Linked DNA regions of Muntiacus reevesi: region 1 is linked to region 2. The links are chromatin contacts, called in public Hi-C maps. All regions are on one chromosome and are shown on one strand. Each heading gives the region's core, a stretch centred on a gene start, on an enhancer-like site or on the middle of the called end of the contact. The rest is flanking DNA. Distances are from core to core; before and after follow the strand shown. Region 1 holds the start of GPRC5B (G protein-coupled receptor class C group 5 member B). Region 2 holds the start of VPS35L (VPS35 endosomal protein sorting factor like).

The links. Hi-C and Micro-C count contacts between places; a contact is called where the count stands out from the background.
Region 1: a contact with region 2 is called in a Hi-C map of muscle, with 7 times the contacts expected there. The contact joins the promoter of GPRC5B here to the promoter of VPS35L in region 2. A contact is called at or near these places in 2 of 3 Hi-C or Micro-C datasets (blood and muscle).

Annotation. Positions count from the first base shown.
Region 1 is chr2:196,166,869-196,170,605 of mMunRee1.1, reverse strand. GPRC5B (G protein-coupled receptor class C group 5 member B) reads left to right here and starts at 1,476. Exons shown (of 4, transcript XM_065924436.1): 1 at 1,476-1,657.
Region 2 is chr2:195,844,967-195,848,789 of mMunRee1.1, reverse strand. VPS35L (VPS35 endosomal protein sorting factor like) reads right to left here and starts at 1,648. Exons shown (of 31, transcript XM_065924431.1): 1 at 1,620-1,648. The coding sequence starts at 1,636.

The DNA of each region.
Region 1 (3,737 bases), core at 227-2,726, 320 kb before region 2:
GTATGTGGGTGATGAGGGCAGCAGCGGTAGTGGGATCCTGCATGTGGACCCATGTGAGGGGTGAGTGGACTTGTGAATATGCTTGTGGTGGACGTGTGAGTATGTTTGGGGTGGCCAAGAACACGGATGTGAGGCTCAGGGTGCATAAAGGGACACGTGGCAGGAGGTGGCAGGATTGGAGTGTGTCCAGGCAGGAGGGGCTGCCTGGCTGAAATTGGGGTGTTACTGATTCTGGAACAGTCTCAGCAGAATCCTCTCTGCACCCTGGATCTGGCATGGGTATATTGTGGGGAAGTAACTGTTTAGAATTCAAGATTGAGAAAGGAGTCCAACAGGGCTGTCTGCTGTCACCTGTTTGTTTGACCTATACACCGAGCACATCATGAGAAATGCCAGTCTGGATAAGATACAAGCTGGAATCAAGATATGTGGCCACTCTTTGGCCACTCTTTCTGCCACTCTAATGGCAGAAAGCAAAGAGGAACTAAAGAACCTCTTGATGAGGGTGAAGGGGGAGAGTGAAAAGGCCAGTTTAAAACTAAATATTACAAAAAACTAAGATCATGACATCGGGCCCCATTACTTCATGGCAAATAGAAGGAGAAAAGGTGGAAACAGTGACAGATTTCTTCTTCTTGGGCTCTAAAATCACTGTAGATAGTGACTGCAGCCATGAAATCAGAAGATGATTACTTCTTGGCAGGAAACCAACGTCAAATTTAGATCGCATGCTGAAAAGCAGAAACACTACTCTGCCGACAAAGGTTATATAGTCAAGGCTATGGCCTTCCTAGTGGTCGGGTACTGTTGTGAGAGCTGGACCGGAAAGAAAGCAGAACGCCAAAGAATTGATGCCTTCGAAATGTGGTTATGGAGAAGACTTCTGAAAGTCCCCTGGACAGCCAGGAGATCAAACCAGTCAATCTTAAGGGAAATCGACCCTGAATACTCGCTGGAAAGACTGATGCTGAAGCTGAAGCTCCAGTAGTTTGGTCACCTGATGCGAACAGCGGACTCATTAGGAAAGTCCCTGATGCTGGAGAAGACGGAAGGCAGAAGGAGAAAAGGGCGTCAGAGGATGAGATGACTGGATGGCAACACCGAGGCAACGGACATGAACTTGGGCAAACTCAAGGAGATGGTGAGGGACAGGGAGGAGGGAGGCCTGGCGTGCTGCAGTCCAGGGGGGTCGCAAAGAGTCGGCCACGACTGGGCGAAAGAACAGCAGCTGTTTAGGAACCCACAGTTTCTGCAAGTGGATCAACGGAGGAAAGTGTCCGGCGCGTCCAGAGTGCTTTTGGACGCGCTGTGGATGTGAGGGTGGTGTTCTCTAAATGCGGACACTGGAGGGGGCTCGTCTCGGGCGCTGCAGGCGGAGAGCGAGGTTCCGCTAGAACAATCAGCCCTTGCCGGGACGGGGGCGGGGTTCGAACGCCCTGGGGGCGGGGCCTCAGGGGGCGGGGCCGCGGCGGCTGCAGCAGCGCGGGCCGGGCCAGGGGGCGCCTCGCGCGGCTGCGGCTCGCGAGGGCGATGCAGTGAGGCTGGACGGACGGGCGGGCGGCCGGGATCGCTGGGCTGGGGCCACGGCGGCGCTGCAGAGATGTGACTCGGGCCGAGGGCCAGCGGGAGCGTCGGCGCTGCGGGGCCGCGGGGGTCGGTGAGTGCCAGCCGCGCCGGCGGGGTGGAGGGCGCTGCGGCGACCCCAGAAAGTTTTCCCGCGGTGGACTTGGGAGGGTTGGGATGGGGTCTGCTTCTTGGGCTTTTCTGAGTCCCCCCTCTTCCCCAAGGCGTTAATCTGCTGGGGGAGTTGGGGTTTCCGGGCTGGAGGACCACAGTTTGGCGGGAGAAGGAGCCCGCAGAGCGCGGGGCAGGGGGTGGAGGAGAAGGCTGGGACCTTTATGAGGCGGGGGCGGTATTCCCGGACCAGGCGGAGATCAGAGTCTCAGAGGAGGGTCTGGAGGCGATCGCAGATCAGGCAAAGCGCCGCTGGAACTGTAAGGGACTTCAGGCGTGCCCGAGTGACTCGTGTGAGGGCAGCCGCGGGCAGGTCTGGGGGCTGCGTGGCAGGCGCGGGGCCTGACCACAGACAGGGCAGGCGGAGCCGGGGGCACAAGGGGCGAGTTTTGGAGGTGAGCTGCCGCACCTGCCGTAGGGACTGGGGGTCTAGCTCTCAGCCGGCCGCGGCTACGCACTACCGACAAGGAGGGGACACTGCGGGGGCAAAGAGGCAGAGCTGGGACCTGGAGCTGGGGTACAAGTGAGGGGCGGCTGCATACAATGGCGGGGCTTAGCGTTTCAGTTCCGGCCAGACTAGAGGCGATGATCAGCCCTGTGCTGCGTCCCCACCCTTTGGGGGACACAGGCTTTCAGTCCGAAGCATCCCGGTACCCCTACCGCCCGCACCCGCCTCGGCCAGAGGGCTGGTTAACTAGCCAGAGAGGGTGTACCGTTGCCACCGAGGACGGCTCCAGCGCAGCCCATGGGTTCATTCCCCGGCTATGTCACTCCCAGGCCTAGCCAGTCGCCCCCCCCCCCCAACCCCTCAATGCAACTTGTCCTCAGTTCGCTAAGGGGGCGGCTCCTTGGAGTGCGGACAAAGGCCCCTGGAGTGTGGCGGGCAGCGGCGTCCCCGCCAGGGGCCCCGGGCCACGCGCCACATTGGCTGCCCAACTGCGCCAGTATGGGGGGTGGGGGGGGGGACCTGAGCAGAGCCCAGGAGGAACTGGGGGTCCTCGCAAAGAGGCGGAAAAGTGGGGGAGGGGCTTGGCACAAAAGCTTTGGAACTTCTGCCGAGGAACCTTGATTCATAAGTTTCCCTAGGGATGGAGGCTTTCTGGAGGACTCAAGACGTTGAGTTAAACTGCATGCAAATAGGATGTAAATAGAATGCAAATCGGTGTCTGTTGGTTGGGAGCCCTCCACCCGGCCAGTTTTGTATCTGGATTGTGGAGTGAACTATTTCCTATCTGTTTCTGCTCTGTCTGAAAAGTGGTCAACTGAGCTGGGAAAGGAAAAATGGAAGTGGGAAGGAGTCGCCATTTAGGGCACAGGCAGCAAGACAAGCAGTCTTAGAGAGAGAAGCTTAAAATCTTGATTGGTTAATGTATTATTTCAGTAAATGTGCCAGCTACACAACTGGCAGATAAGCCCCTGCTCTCAGAGCACTGGGGAGTTGGGCGAACACTAAATAAGTAAATAAATAGTAAGTGGATAGAACTTCCAATTGGGATAAGTGCTGCCAGGAAAATAAAGCAGGATGATGTAAAATAAAGTGACAAGAGTTCTGCGCAGTGACATTTTAGTGGAGCTTTGCAAGACAGAGCCGCCCCCCGCCTCCCCCGCCACTGGCAGATGTTGGGGAAAGACTGAACCAGGCAGAGGGCACCGCGAGTGCAAAGGCTGGGAGGTGGGAATGAGCTTAGAGAAACTGAACAAAGGCCATTGTGGCTGGAGCTCGTAGGCAGATGTTGAGAGTGGGAGTCTGAAAGGAGATGGCAGAGACCAACCAAACCATGATTTGGGAGGCCATGGAAAGGAGCTTAGGTTTTATTCTCCTAAATGAATCTTTGGAGGGAGGGCTTGGAGTGGAAAGCCACGAGATCTGATTTTTAAAAGCTCCCCTGACCTCCACAAGGAGAGGGAAAGCAGCTCCCCTTTCATTCTGACTCAGGATGGCGAGGCGCCGGGAGCCTCGGAAGCGGACCTGTGGGGACTGCTTTGAATGAGCTTACGCCAGG
Region 2 (3,823 bases), core at 399-2,898:
TCAAGAGCAAACTGAAAGATGAACACGTGCTACCACAGACAGAAATGTTTAGAGGACAGTCAGACTAGGAACTGTGGAAAAAGCTTTTGATGCTAAAAGCCTTATGGCTCCTCTCTCTGTAAAGTAAAATATATATATATTGTTATTGTTTAGTCACTAATTCTAAACAACTCTTTGCATCCCATGGAATTTCCCAGGCAAGAATACTGGAATGGGTTGCTATTTCCCTCTCCAAGGGATCTTCGTGACCCACGGATCAAACCCTAGTGTCTTGCATTGGCAGGCGGATGCTTTGACCACTCTGAGCCACCTGGGAAGCCGCAAAGTAAAATATACCAAAGGTAAAAATGCTCTGAAATTAAACAGCATCTTCCTGGATCTTCTAATTACAAAAGTTCAGTTAACTAAGTTCACTGAAGCCATATTTTTTGGCATTTAAGTCTCAGTAATTCCCTAAAAGGACTTTTGCGTGACCAGCTCAAAGAAAACTCAGGGCAGGACATATAAGAACTCACTGTCATCTAATCCTAATTTAGTGTACGGAGGCTTTGAAGGAAGACTCTTTAAAGAGTTAGCCAGGTGAAGGAAATACAAACCAGAAGTATCTGATTATTTCTAAGGTCCAGGGCTGTATATCTTCTCATTTGTTCACTTGCTCATTTAACGTAAACCACGTCACATCACTTGCAGAGAAAGATTAGAAAGTAATTTCCCTTTCTGAGATGTAGAGGAAAGCTCACATGTCCATATGATTCCACTACTATCACAACTTGCTCCGGTTCTTCACACAATCGTCCTGGGAAATCCCATGGACAGAGGGACGCAAAGAGTTGTTTAGATTTAGTGACTAAACAACAATATATATATTTTACTTTACAGAGAAAGAAGCCATAAGGCTTCAGCCGCTGCTGAAGCGCCAAACTCTCCGAGCTACTCCAGCAGGAGGGACCCTACACAGCCATTAGGCTCGGCACACACCCACAGCTCCTTCTCCATGAACTCCTAATTCATCCTCCAAAACTCAATTTAAGACTCTTCCTCTCTCAAGCCTCCCCCAAGCCGCCAGGTGTGCCTCATCCCAAAGCCTTCTTTGGTCATTTCTCTAGTCTGCGTATCTGCTCCGCTAAACAGCAGCTCCTTGAATCCAAAGAGTATGTCTAAGGGTTCAGTATCCTCAAGTTCTGCACAGAGGAGGATGAATGGCAAGTCTCCTCACCAAGAAGCCAGTCATTCAGAACACAGCCAGGTCCTCTGAGTTATCTAGACCAGAGCTGAGTCCACCATTCTCTACATCCGCGCCCCCGGAACCCGCGCCAACTTCTGGGAAAGCGGAAGCCACGGAACTTGAGTTTTTTTGGAGAAAACGAATGGAGAAAAGAGCGTGGAAGGCACGCGGAGGGCGATAGGAGGAGAGGACCAAGACACCACCGGTCCGGCATCGGGAATGTCCTCTGAATCCGGGTAGTGGCTCCACCCGGAGACTGGGTGGGAGACTTCACTAACCCCAACGGAGAACACAGTTCATACACTCCCTCGCAGAGACACACCCCCAGAAACAGAGTCCCAAAGAGAACCAAGGCCACTGCCTCCCTAAAGCCCACTCGCCGCTTCTTCCTTACCAGGGAAAGGCGGCCATCTTCCCAGTCACATGACCGCTGGGGCTGGGACCGCCCTCCCAATTCACCCTCTCAGACCCCGCCCCGCCCGGCCGCCATGTTTGCGAGGGGCGGGCTCACTCCGGCCGCGTCGGGGCCGCCGTGGTTGTCCAGGGCGCCGAAGGCGGCAGCCGCAGTAGCGCTGACGTCAGTGGGGATTTTGGTAGCAGGTGAAACGTCTGGGCCGCAGCGCCCTCTGGAGGCGGGGAAGAATCCAGACGCCTACTGAGGGAAAGGGACGACAGAGATGGTTGGATGGCATCAGGGAGGCAATGGACAGGAGCTTGAGCAGACTCTGGGAGATGGTGGAGGACAGGGGAGCCTGGCGTGCTGCAGTCCATGGGGTCGCCAAGAGTCAGGCACGACTGAGCGACTGACCAACAACTGAGGGAAGATACTAACCCAGCAGAGGGTGGGAAGAAGGTGCCCCTAGACTTGCTTTTGAGGCTAATTCTGTGTGGCTGGCTAAGCCACGCCCCCTCTGCCAGTCAACCACGCCCCGCTCCGTGCACCGAAAAAGTGAGGCACTTCCGATATTCTGCACTCAGGAATAATGACGTGCGTCTCTAAGGGCTGCCCTAGATCCAAATGGACAGCTCTCGACTGGAACTAAACTGGAAAAATGGGGGTTCGCATTTCCCCCCACTTAGCAGAGCCGTACGTTTCTATGAAGGTGGTTGTTCGTTTTCACTAGAACTTCGCGTGCTCTGGTGTCTTCTCTGATTTAAAAAAGAAAAAAAGAATTCAGAGTATTTTAACAAATGCTTACCATTGTAGCTTACCTTGTGTCTCAGCTGGTAACGAATCCGTCTGCGATGCAGGAGACCTGGGTTCGATCCCTGGGTTGGGAAGATCCCCTGGAGAAGGGAAAGGCTACCCACTCCAGTATTCTGGCCTGGAGAATTCCATGGTCTATATCCATGGGGGTCTCAAACTCGGACACGGTTAAGCGACTTTCACTTTCACACCATTGTAAGTAAACATGTGTCATGCTGAGGAGTTTGCATTCAATTTTCATTTATTTCTGGCTAAACCTCTGAAATAAACACCATTATCACCTGGGCCCATCACTTCATGGCAAATAGATGGGGAAACAATGGAAACAGTGAGACTTTATTTTCTTGGGCTCCAAAATCACTGCAGATAGTGACTGCAGCCATGAAATGAAAAGATACTCCTTCGAAGAAAAGCTATGACAATCCTAGACAGCATATCACAGAGACATTACTTTGCCAGCAAATGTCCATATAGGCAAAGCTATGTTTTTTCCAGTAGTCACGTATGGACGTGAGAGTTGGAACATAAAGCTGAGTGCCGAAGAATTGATGCTTTTGAACTGTAGTGTTGGAGAAGACTCTAGAGAGTCCTTTGGACTGCAAGGAGATTCGACCACTACATCCTAAGAAAATCAGTCCTGAATATTCATTGGAAGGACTGATGCTGAAGCTGAAATTCCAATACTTTGGCCACCTGATGTGAAGAGATGACTCACTGGAAAAGACCCTGATGCTGGGAATGATTGAAGGCAGCAGGAGAAGGGGACGACAGAGGATGAGATTGTTGGAAGGTATCACAGACTCAATGGGCATGAGTTTGAGCAAGCTCCAGGAGTTGGTGATGGACAGGGAATCCTGGAGTGCTGCAGTCCATGGGTTCCCAAAGAGTCAGACATGACTGAATGACTGAACTGAACTGAATGACCTAGTATGGCTAGTAAGTGCCCCAACTGGGATTTGACCTGACTCCAAACCTGACTTCTAATCTAGCAGAGATCTAATAGGGGAGACTGTTGGTTAACAGTTGGTTAATCACCAGGCAGCAACAGATCTTCACTTTCCCTTTTCAAGAGTTTTTGTTTTGTCTTTTTCTGACATAAAGAGGTCAGAAAACGACATTCTCAAAAACCTCCTCGGGAAAAGGCAATAGAACATGCGATAACCCTCTAATGGAATATGTTGTTTACCATGCTGAGTCCTAGTTTCTTCATCTTTGAAATTAGGATAATTCTGACTGAGGTGAAGGGAAATGATTATAAAATGCCCAGCAAATAAATGATCAGCACTCAGTTAAGCAGTACATCACTCACTTGGAGGCTAAAAAATCTTATTTTACCTTCTGTGACCTTCCAGTCTTCAGAGATTTACTTTTCGTGGCAGCAGACTATGCAG